Linked DNA regions of Zea mays: regions 1 and 3 are each linked to region 2. Evidence: chromatin contacts called from public Hi-C data. All regions are on one chromosome and are shown on one strand. Each heading gives the region's core, a stretch centred on a gene start, on an enhancer-like site or on the middle of the called end of the contact. The rest is flanking DNA. Distances are from core to core; before and after follow the strand shown. Region 1 holds the start of LOC100284904 (beta-amylase). Region 2 holds the start of LOC100281890 (PCB2). Region 3 holds the start of LOC100384739 (putative nucleolar protein 5-1).

What was found. Hi-C and Micro-C count contacts between places; a contact is called where the count stands out from the background.
Region 1: a contact with region 2 is called in a Hi-C map of bundle sheath, with 4 times the contacts expected there. The contact joins the promoter of LOC100284904 here to the promoter of LOC100281890 in region 2. A contact is called at or near these places in 7 of 25 Hi-C or Micro-C datasets (bundle sheath, ear, leaf and 2 more) and 1 of 3 datasets of contacts at active chromatin or transcription factors (leaf).
Region 3: a Hi-C map of tassel shows a contact between it and region 2, with 2.6 times the contacts expected there. The contact joins the promoter of LOC100384739 here to the promoter of LOC100281890 in region 2. A contact is called at or near these places in 2 of 25 Hi-C or Micro-C datasets (ear and tassel).

Annotation. Positions count from the first base shown.
Region 1 is chr1:60,233,503-60,236,350 of Zm-B73-REFERENCE-NAM-5.0, forward strand. LOC100284904 (beta-amylase) reads left to right here and starts at 1,349. Exons shown (of 2, transcript NM_001157799.2): 1 at 1,349-2,155; 2 at 2,264-2,848. The coding sequence starts at 1,433.
Region 2 is chr1:60,004,637-60,007,381 of Zm-B73-REFERENCE-NAM-5.0, forward strand. It overlaps LOC100281890 (PCB2), which reads right to left and starts at 1,363. Exons shown (of 1, transcript NM_001154810.3): 1 at 1-1,363. The coding sequence starts at 1,230. The coding sequence ends at 25. LOC103634874 (a long non-coding RNA gene) reads left to right here and starts at 1,587. Exons shown (of 2, transcript XR_556976.3): 1 at 1,587-1,783; 2 at 2,678-2,745.
Region 3 is chr1:59,813,584-59,816,589 of Zm-B73-REFERENCE-NAM-5.0, forward strand. LOC100384739 (putative nucleolar protein 5-1) reads right to left here and starts at 1,522. Exons shown (of 10, transcript XM_008657431.3): 1 at 1,263-1,522; 2 at 1,033-1,170; 3 at 875-916; 4 at 199-378; 5 at 1-126. The coding sequence starts at 1,110.

The DNA of each region.
Region 1 (2,848 bases), core at 99-2,598, 230 kb after region 2:
TAGAACATATCGTGCCAGCCCGAAGTAAAACAGTGGCTCAGTTTGGCCCTAAATCACGTCATGCCTTCATTGGGTCGTGTCGGCCCAAGCCCGACCCATATATTTGACCACATAAAATCAAAATATTACAACAACAAAAAGTTCATAACTTACTAAATTAAAGATATTAAAGAATCCTAGCATCATTTAACCACATAAACTCCAAATATCACAATAATATAAAGTCGATAGCCTACTAAATTAAAGGAATTAAACAATTTGGGCTTTATTGAACCGTGTCGGTCTAAGTTCGGCCCATCTGTGCGGGTCGTGTCGGGTGCCTTATAGGCTGGAATTTGAGGCCCGACCCAGACCCGTCTTCAAGCCGCGCTAGCCCGGTCCGTATTATTTCGTGTCGGGTCATGTTTTGGGCTCATGTTTTTGTACCATGCTCGTGCTGGCCAAAAAGCTCTACCCCATATTCCCAGCACTATGTGCAAGACCGACCGAACGCCGCAGTCCATTTCAACCCATGTTCGTGTATACATCTCATTTCAGTTTTTGAATTTTTGACATATAAGAGACGTGTCCACCACATCTTCCAGATCGGTTGGTGCTGGATCCATATCCAAAACCAGCCTCTCACATGGCTCGGACTCGGAAGCATGGCATGGCGCGGAAAGCCGTCGCCCGTCGCATGCAGAGCGCACGCAGGAAGCCCGGCAACGCGTCCTGGGCCCTGCCCCCAAGATCGGCGGCGAGGCGCGGTGAAACGGTGGCCACGAACGCGGCTCGCGCCAGCGATTCGGCGCCGCCCAGCCACACGCCCACACCAACACCACGTTCCACTTCCACGTACGCCGCCGCGGCAGCGACACACCGCACGCGCCCCGTACCCCAGTCCGCGGCCAGGCCTCGCCGGCGTCTGCGTGGCGCTGGCGCCTCCACGTTCCTACGTGCCACCCTTATCCACAAACCACAAGTAGTAATCCGTACTGTGCTCCCGATGGTGCCAACTGCCAAATGACGCGAAACGCCTTCGAACCGCCCCACGTTCCGAGGACAAGTGTCGGTCCCACACTCGTCTTTTCCAAGGGTAGTCCCACCACCTCGTCATTCGACGAATCAACCTGGCTGGGCGGCGCGGGGCGGGGCGGCGCGGGCGCGGCAAGATCTGACGCGATAGAACGGATGGGCCCCAGCCGTCAGTGGCTCGATAGAATCTAGCGGCGCAGGAAAACCCGGCGATAAACTTGAGCAGCACATGAGCTTGTGTGTTTTTTTGCGGCGCGCTGGCTCCCTGCGACGTGGCGCTGGCACCGGCCTACTGTCCATAAATACGCGCGCCCCGACGAATTGGGAGGGAAAATACACTACGACCACCACCAAGCGAACGAACCAACGATCGACGCTCCCCGACCAGCGTGGTGAACAGGACAGCAGTCAGCAGCCAATGGAGGCAGCACTGACGCAGCAGGCGGCAGCGACGGCGACGGCGACACCGACGAGGTGGCGGTGCGTGGGGGACGCGTCGCTGGCTAGCCATGGCCAGGGCCAGCAGCGAGCAGGCGCCGTCCGGCTCGGAGCGGCGCGGCGTGCGGTCAGCGGGGCTGTCCGGGCTAGCAGCAGCAGGCATCTGGGCCCCGTGCGGGCGCTCGTCTCCGAGGCCGCCGGCGGCGAGCGGGCGGCGGAGGGCGAGGGAATGGACACCGCGGTGAGGCTGTTCGTGGGCCTCCCCGCGGACGCGGTGGTCTCCGACGGCCGCGGCGTGGGCCGCCCCAGGGCCGTCTCGGCGGCGCTGCGCGCGCTCAAGCTGCTCGGCGTCGACGGCGTGGAGCTGCCGGTGTCCTGGGCCGTCGCGCAGCCCGGGCCCGGGGGCTGGTTCGAGTGGGCCGGGTACCGCGCCGTCGCCGCCATGGTCCGCGACGCGGGGCTCGACCTCCGCGTCTCGCTCCGCACCGACGGCGACGCGCTCCCCGGATGGGTGGCCGACGCGGCGGCCGCCGACCCCGACGTCCTCTTCACCGACCGCTCCGGCCACCGCCGCATGGGCTGCCTCTCCTTTGCCGTCGACGAGCTCCCCGTGCTCGTCGGCAAGTCGCCGCTCCAGGCCTACGAGGCCTTCTTCCGCAGCTTTGCTGAAGAGTTCGATGACTTGTTCGGGTCAACGATCACGGTAAGAGGAGCCCTGGTCCAGGAGGAGAACACACTTAAAATCTTTTTTGCGTTCTTTTAATTTGGGAAACTGAATCTTCTCTCTTTGGTTCGTTCGTTCATGGCACAGGATGTGACTATCAGCCTGGGTCCTAACGGCGAGCTACAGTACCCGTCATACCCGCCGGGGAACCAGGGTTCCCGTGGCTTCGACGGCGTCGGCGAGTTCCAGTGCTACGACAAGTACATGCTGGCACGGCTGAAGCGTCACGCCGAGTCGTCGGGGCAGCCACTGTGGGGCCTGTCGGGTCCACACGACGGGCCGCGGTACGACGACGAGTCGCCGGAGTCGTCCGCCTTCTTCAGAGAGCTGGGGGGCTCGTGGAAGTCGGCCTACGGGGAGTTCTTCCTGTCCTGGTACACCGGGGAGCTCCTGGCGCACGGCGACCGTGTCCTGGCCGCGGCGTCCAGCGCGTTCCGCGGCAAGCCCGTGGAGCTGTCCGCCAAGGTGCCACTCCTGCGAGGGCCGGGGACGGGCCCGAGCCCCGCGGACGCCACCGCGGGATTCCACGGCGGGTACGGCCCGGTCGCCGAGATGTTCGCGCGCCACGGTTGCGCGGTGATCGCGGCCGGCGTGGAGGCGCGGCCGGACGCCACGGCGGAGGAGCGCCTGGCCCAGGTCAAGGCCGCCTGCACGGAGCACGGCGTGCATCTC
Region 2 (2,745 bases), core at 113-2,612:
CCGGAAACTGGTAATGGAGAAGGCCTAGAAGATGGTCTGCTCGCCAAGCTCCTGCCCCGCCATCCCTTCCCTTATCACTCTTTGGAAGAACTGCTCGAGCGTGTCCTTGCCGTAGCTGGGCGTCTTCTCGTCGCTGTACTCCCCGGTCTCCGGGTCCAGCAACAGCATGCTCTCCGAGGCATAGTACCTGCCAATCTTGCCGAACTCGGCGGCGTCCTCCAACCCCGGGAACAGCTTGGCCAATCCATCGAGCACCCAGATAACGGCGTCCATGATCTGTATGGGCACCTTGATGAACTTGGGCTCGCGCCCGAGCAGCCGAAACAGCATCTCCCCCTGCTCCAGCGGCGTGAGCGCCTTCCCCGGCCCGCCAATGGGCAGCACCTTGTTGGCCTTGTCCTGGTCGTATATGCAGTCGGCGATGAAGGCGGCGAGGTCCTCCTCGCTGATGGGCTTGCAAGCGCAGAGCTTGCCGTCGCCGAACATGACGTACGGTTGGCCGTTCTTGACGATGTCGACCTGGCCGCCGAGGCTCTTGAAGAACGCCGTGGGGCGCACGACGCTGTAGGTGAAGGAGGGGTCCCGCGCGGCCTCCGCGGCCAGCTCCTCCTCGAACTTGAGCTTGGCGCGTTGGAACTCGAGGAGCGGCTTCTGGACGCAGATGGCGGAGAGAAGCACGAAGTGGGCGGCCCCGAGCCCGCGCGCGGCCTGGAGCGTGTGCAGCGTGGCGCGGTAGTCGACGCGCCACGAGTCCTGCACGCCGCCGCCGCGGCTGGCAAGGCAGCAGACCGCGGCGTGGACGGGCCCGTGCGGGGCGAGGTCCGCGAGCAGCGCGGCCGGGTCGGTGACGTCGGAGAAGACGACCTGGGCGGGGGCGAGGTCCGCGACGACATCATCGGGGGAGTTGCGGCCGCGGATGCCGCTCCGGGACCGCGCCACGGCGAGCACGCGGTGGCCCCGGCGGAGGAGCTCCCGGACGACGTAGCGGCCGATGTAGCCCGTGGCGCCCGTGACGAGGACCGTGGTCTCCGAGGCCGGCAGCGCGCGGTAGGGCTGCGCCGCCGAAGCCGGCGCGGGCGGTGAGACCGCGGAGGAGGCGAGGAGCGGGCCCCGGCCGCGGCGTCGGATGGCGGTCCCGGGGAAGGAGAGGAACCGCGGAGCGGGGCGGGTGGGCGACGGCGTGGCTGTACCGGTGGTTGGGAGGCGGGAGGATAGGAGGATGGTCGCCATGGTAGTGGCGGCGGGGGTGTTGGACGGAATGCGGGAGGCGGAACGGCGAGCGACGTGGACGGGAAGGAGGGAGATTGAGGGAGTGTCAGAGTGCGAGGAGCTGGACAGCGTTTGTGGCGGTGGCGAGGTCGGGGGGAATCCGGTGAGCAGAGCAGGGCAACAGATGGATCACATCACGTCAGCTGCGGGGTCGTTTCATTTGCGATCTTTTTTCCGACAGAAGACGAGGACTGTGGTTTTGGGCCCAAATCTTTCTCAGTCCATGGGCCGGTTCGCAGTCAAAGATTCCCACCACAGAACGTAGCCCATCAGAGCCCAACGTTCAGAAGCGTAATAAAGGCGAGACGTAGTGCTAGTGACTCTTCGCCTCTTCGGTCTCCGCAGAAGAAGCCCTAGCTTCCGCCGCCGCCGCCGTTTCTTACCTTGGTCTGCTGGGTGCTGCTGCGGCTTCTTTCAACCTCCAGAGACTTCCGACCTCCATCTCTCAACTAGGATCGCTCGGGGCACTGTTTCGTTCCTTTCTTTGTTTCCCCGTCGATCCGTTTTCATTGAGGTTTGATTCCTCCCGATTTTTCGCTTCCCTGTCGATACGTTTCAACATCTCCGGGGAGTTGGATAGATTTTCTCGTGTCCCCCCCTCTCGAACGCCTATTTTTCTCGTGTCCATATTCTAAACAGTTAAGCGACTATGGATTTTGCTGGATTGGTTTGATGTGCGGGTTGGCTTTCGATGTCGTTGCCGGTGATGACAGCGTATGGCATGAGTCTCGGTAACTATTTTGCGCTTCGGGTAATCTTTTGCCCGAGTTATCGGCGACTAAGATTAATGTGCCAAAATGCTAATCTGAGGCCAAACACATACTGCATTTTTTAATGCAACAAACATATTTTTGTACTCGGCTGGATTCTCATTGCTATATAGTTTACGCAAGTCTTTGCAGCATCATTCATTTGAGGGCGATCCACCTCATAAAGGTTGATGTGTTCGTATTCTGGATGGATTGTGTCGATGTCATATCTTTTTTTAAGAATATCTGAGGATTTTTGATACAGGAATGCTTTGAATCTGGATTTTTGTACCGTACAAGCGTTCAAAACTCGGGGACGGGGCCAAGGCTAGAATAATTTAAGTCCCTGGGTAGCCTAAGTTCCTCCTTTACTGCAGAAACTCTGAAAGGATGAGTTTACATGAAAACTAAAAAAATGCTTTTGTGAACTTAACTTCATTGAAATGCTATAATTAGTTCCTCGCAGTCAAGAACTTTTTAGAAAATCTTTAAAACATACACCTCAATTAAATATTCTCTAATGATGTACCTCAGACAAACATGTTCAAGGGCTTTATTCCCCTTTAACAAACAAACATGCTATAAGGTGGTCTCCAGTTTCTCGATCTGATTCACTATTTTAAACTGTATAATCTACATTACAATATAGTGTTTTGCAGGATCATGTATACTCTTTGCTGATCAAGATTTTAGGGGTGTTATGAAGACTTGTGTCTTAGGGTGTTAT
Region 3 (3,006 bases), core at 272-2,771, 190 kb before region 2:
GTGGGACAATCCCAAGCTCATTGGGCCAAGGTCTTGAGCACCCAACCCAGTTATAAGCTCAGTGAGCTGATTTCTCAGCCCTCTCATCAGCTCCATCACAGCACTATTGTGAAGGCAGTCAATTTTCTGCAACACAATTAAAGTCCCATGAAGGCTGACCATTCACAAAAAAGTAATAAATTGAGAAATACTACTGACCAGCTTTTCTTTTATAGCATTTCCTAGCTTAGAATCAGCAACCGCTAATGTTTCACCCTCACAATGTTTCTGTAAGAACTTGCGCAGACCCTTGCTAGGCTTGCTATCAATAATAAGGGTTGCCGCAGATAGAGCATCAGATGTGTTCTCAAACTTATTGAAAGCCTTCAGCTCAACCACCTACAAGAAGTTCGTTGTTATTAGTCAGAACAGAAAACTAAAGGTGCAGAAGCAAACAATATAGCTTCGAAGACTCATCAAGTCATATTTTCTTTTTTCCTTGTTTCTTATTTTGCATTTGAAGGTAAACGGTTAAGTCTGTTTGGGACACAGTATGCATGATTTCTGAATGAATTAATCCATTATGCGCATATAATGGGTACCATTATGAAATAGCAGCACAAAATGACTAGGCGCTTTGTTGCTTGAAATGTGAAATGTTTGAAATGGCTTACAGAAAGCACATTCCAACACATATCCAGCTAAGCCACCCTAACCTAAGTAAAAGCTCATATTCTCGTGGCTAATCCACAGTGCCCCAACGGAATAGATGAGTTAAATCAATGACATTTGTTCAAAACGACAAATGCAAAATGTCATAACGTGAAAAATCCTACGTTGGGATTCTGGAAAAATAAATGCCGTTTGTCCTGCTAAGGTCAAGCGAATCACAAACCTTTCTTGCTGAGTCCGACGTCGTGAACTCCTTCCATAGATCCTGCCAACAGCAAGAACGCAGAGGCATAGCGCGCATTATCACTGACAGTTCATCAGAAAAGCACGGAGCAGACCAAATTTAACGAATCCAAAAAAATTGCAACGGCGGTGACTTACCTCGACCTTGTCGAGCTTACCCTCGTCGAGCACCTTGAATAGGGCGAAGCCCGCGGGGGTCTCAAAGAGCACCAACATCTCCGCCCACAACCAGTCCCCCGGTAAAACTGAGCTGAAACAACAGATACCCTCCCTAACCTGAATCGAACGAACGCGCAGGGAACCAAATCAGACAGAGGAAAACGTGCGCCAACCGGATCGAGCTGTTGAGGCGGCAGAAACCTTCCAACCTGGGGAAGATTCGGCGGTGGACAGCACGAGGCGACAAGGGGTCGCCTGCGGCGGCCGCGAGGCGAGAGGCGAGAAGGGGGGAAAGGTAGCCGCCGCGAGGCGAGAGGCGAGAAGGGGGGAAAGGTAGCCGCCGCGAGGCGAGAAAGGGGGTGAGGGAAAGGTAGCCGCCGCAAGGGTTTTAGCTCTGCTAGTGCAAAGGGCTTGGGGCTGGACAGCTGGAGTAATATATCGGAGAGGACAGAGCCACAAAGTGTCGCGGTGGCCCATCTGGCCGTTGGCTGAGCTGGACCGTGCTGCTGAACCGTCGGATGGTTTGCCTGGGGTTTTAGGTTTCCGGGACTTGCTAATTGCTGGGTCAAAACCAGGGATGACAATGGAAAATTACTCATCGGGAACGGGAATGACTTCCGTTGTAAGAAAAATTATCTATCTCTGTTCCTGCAAATATTTACGGGAGACTTTTTCTTTCATCTCTGTTCCCTTCAAGGAATTCATCCCTATGAAGATTTTGTCCCTATTAGAAAATACAATATTTAGTGATAAATTTAAGTTAATTATATTAAATCAATATAGAACAAACTATGTTTAAAATCATAAGAGACATCTTATTTAAATCTTAGTTTGTTATTTTATAATAGACTGTGCATTTATTTTTTAGTATAATTTAACATTAAAATAGAGTAATATAATCTCTACTATTATATAAGACCATAGTGTAGACGTACACACTTTTTTGGTGCACAGTTCTGCCTGTAGCCCGCTCCCTCTCGCGCCCGTGCTCTCTGCGCCCCCGCCTCGCTGATCCCGCCATCCCACCGCTCCAGTCCGTCGCCCGCGCCGCTGCTCCAAGGAAATTCCGCTCCAGACCGCCATACTCGAACCTTCCATGAACGCCCTCCTCTACTCCGCCCGTCTCCAATAGTGGAAGGTTGGCGAGGATCCGCGCACTGTCGTCATGGTTCCTTTTCTTCGCGCGACATCGACGGTGGGGAGGAGGTTGGGCGGATCGACGCGCCCTCCTCTGCTCCGCCCGTCTCCAATAGCAGAAGGTTGGGGACGATCTGCGCACCGCCATCATGGATCCTTGCCTGCGCGTGCCCTCCTCCCCATGTCGATCCGCCCCACCCTCCTCCCCACTGTCCCCGTCTCCGATAACAGAAGGTGGCCGAGGATCCGCGCCGACCCATCCGCGATATCAGCACCACCGTCATGGAAGGTTGCCGAGGCCGCCATCAACGCCATCCTCCCCACGTCGTCGATTGCGCGCGCAGGCAAAATCTTCGATGGCGCGCTCAGCTCCTCCCCACGCCGAATCTCCTTCTGCCATCAACGCGCTCCTCCATCCCCTTCCATTCCTGCATCGACCTCAGCAACCTCTGCCCACCTACGACTACAAATGGGGAGGCCTACAGTTGATCCCCCACATCTCTCCCCCAAGACGCAGATTCAACCACTGATCCCCAAGCCACAGATTCAACCAAGGTTCGTAAACTTTTACCAGTCGCGCTCCTCCATCCCCTTTCATTTCGGTTTCAGAAATTGCTGAATATTTCGTTCTCCATGGAGTTATGGAGGCATATACGTTCTTGCTGTTAGTTGGTGCTTATTCTCTTCTAAATATTTCGTTCCTTAATCAACTGCATCATGTTAACGAATTCATTAGTCCCTGATTCTCAGTAAACAACGAACAAACATTCTACAGTACCACATTGTTTTTGCAGTTCTCATTGTGTTGTGCAACAA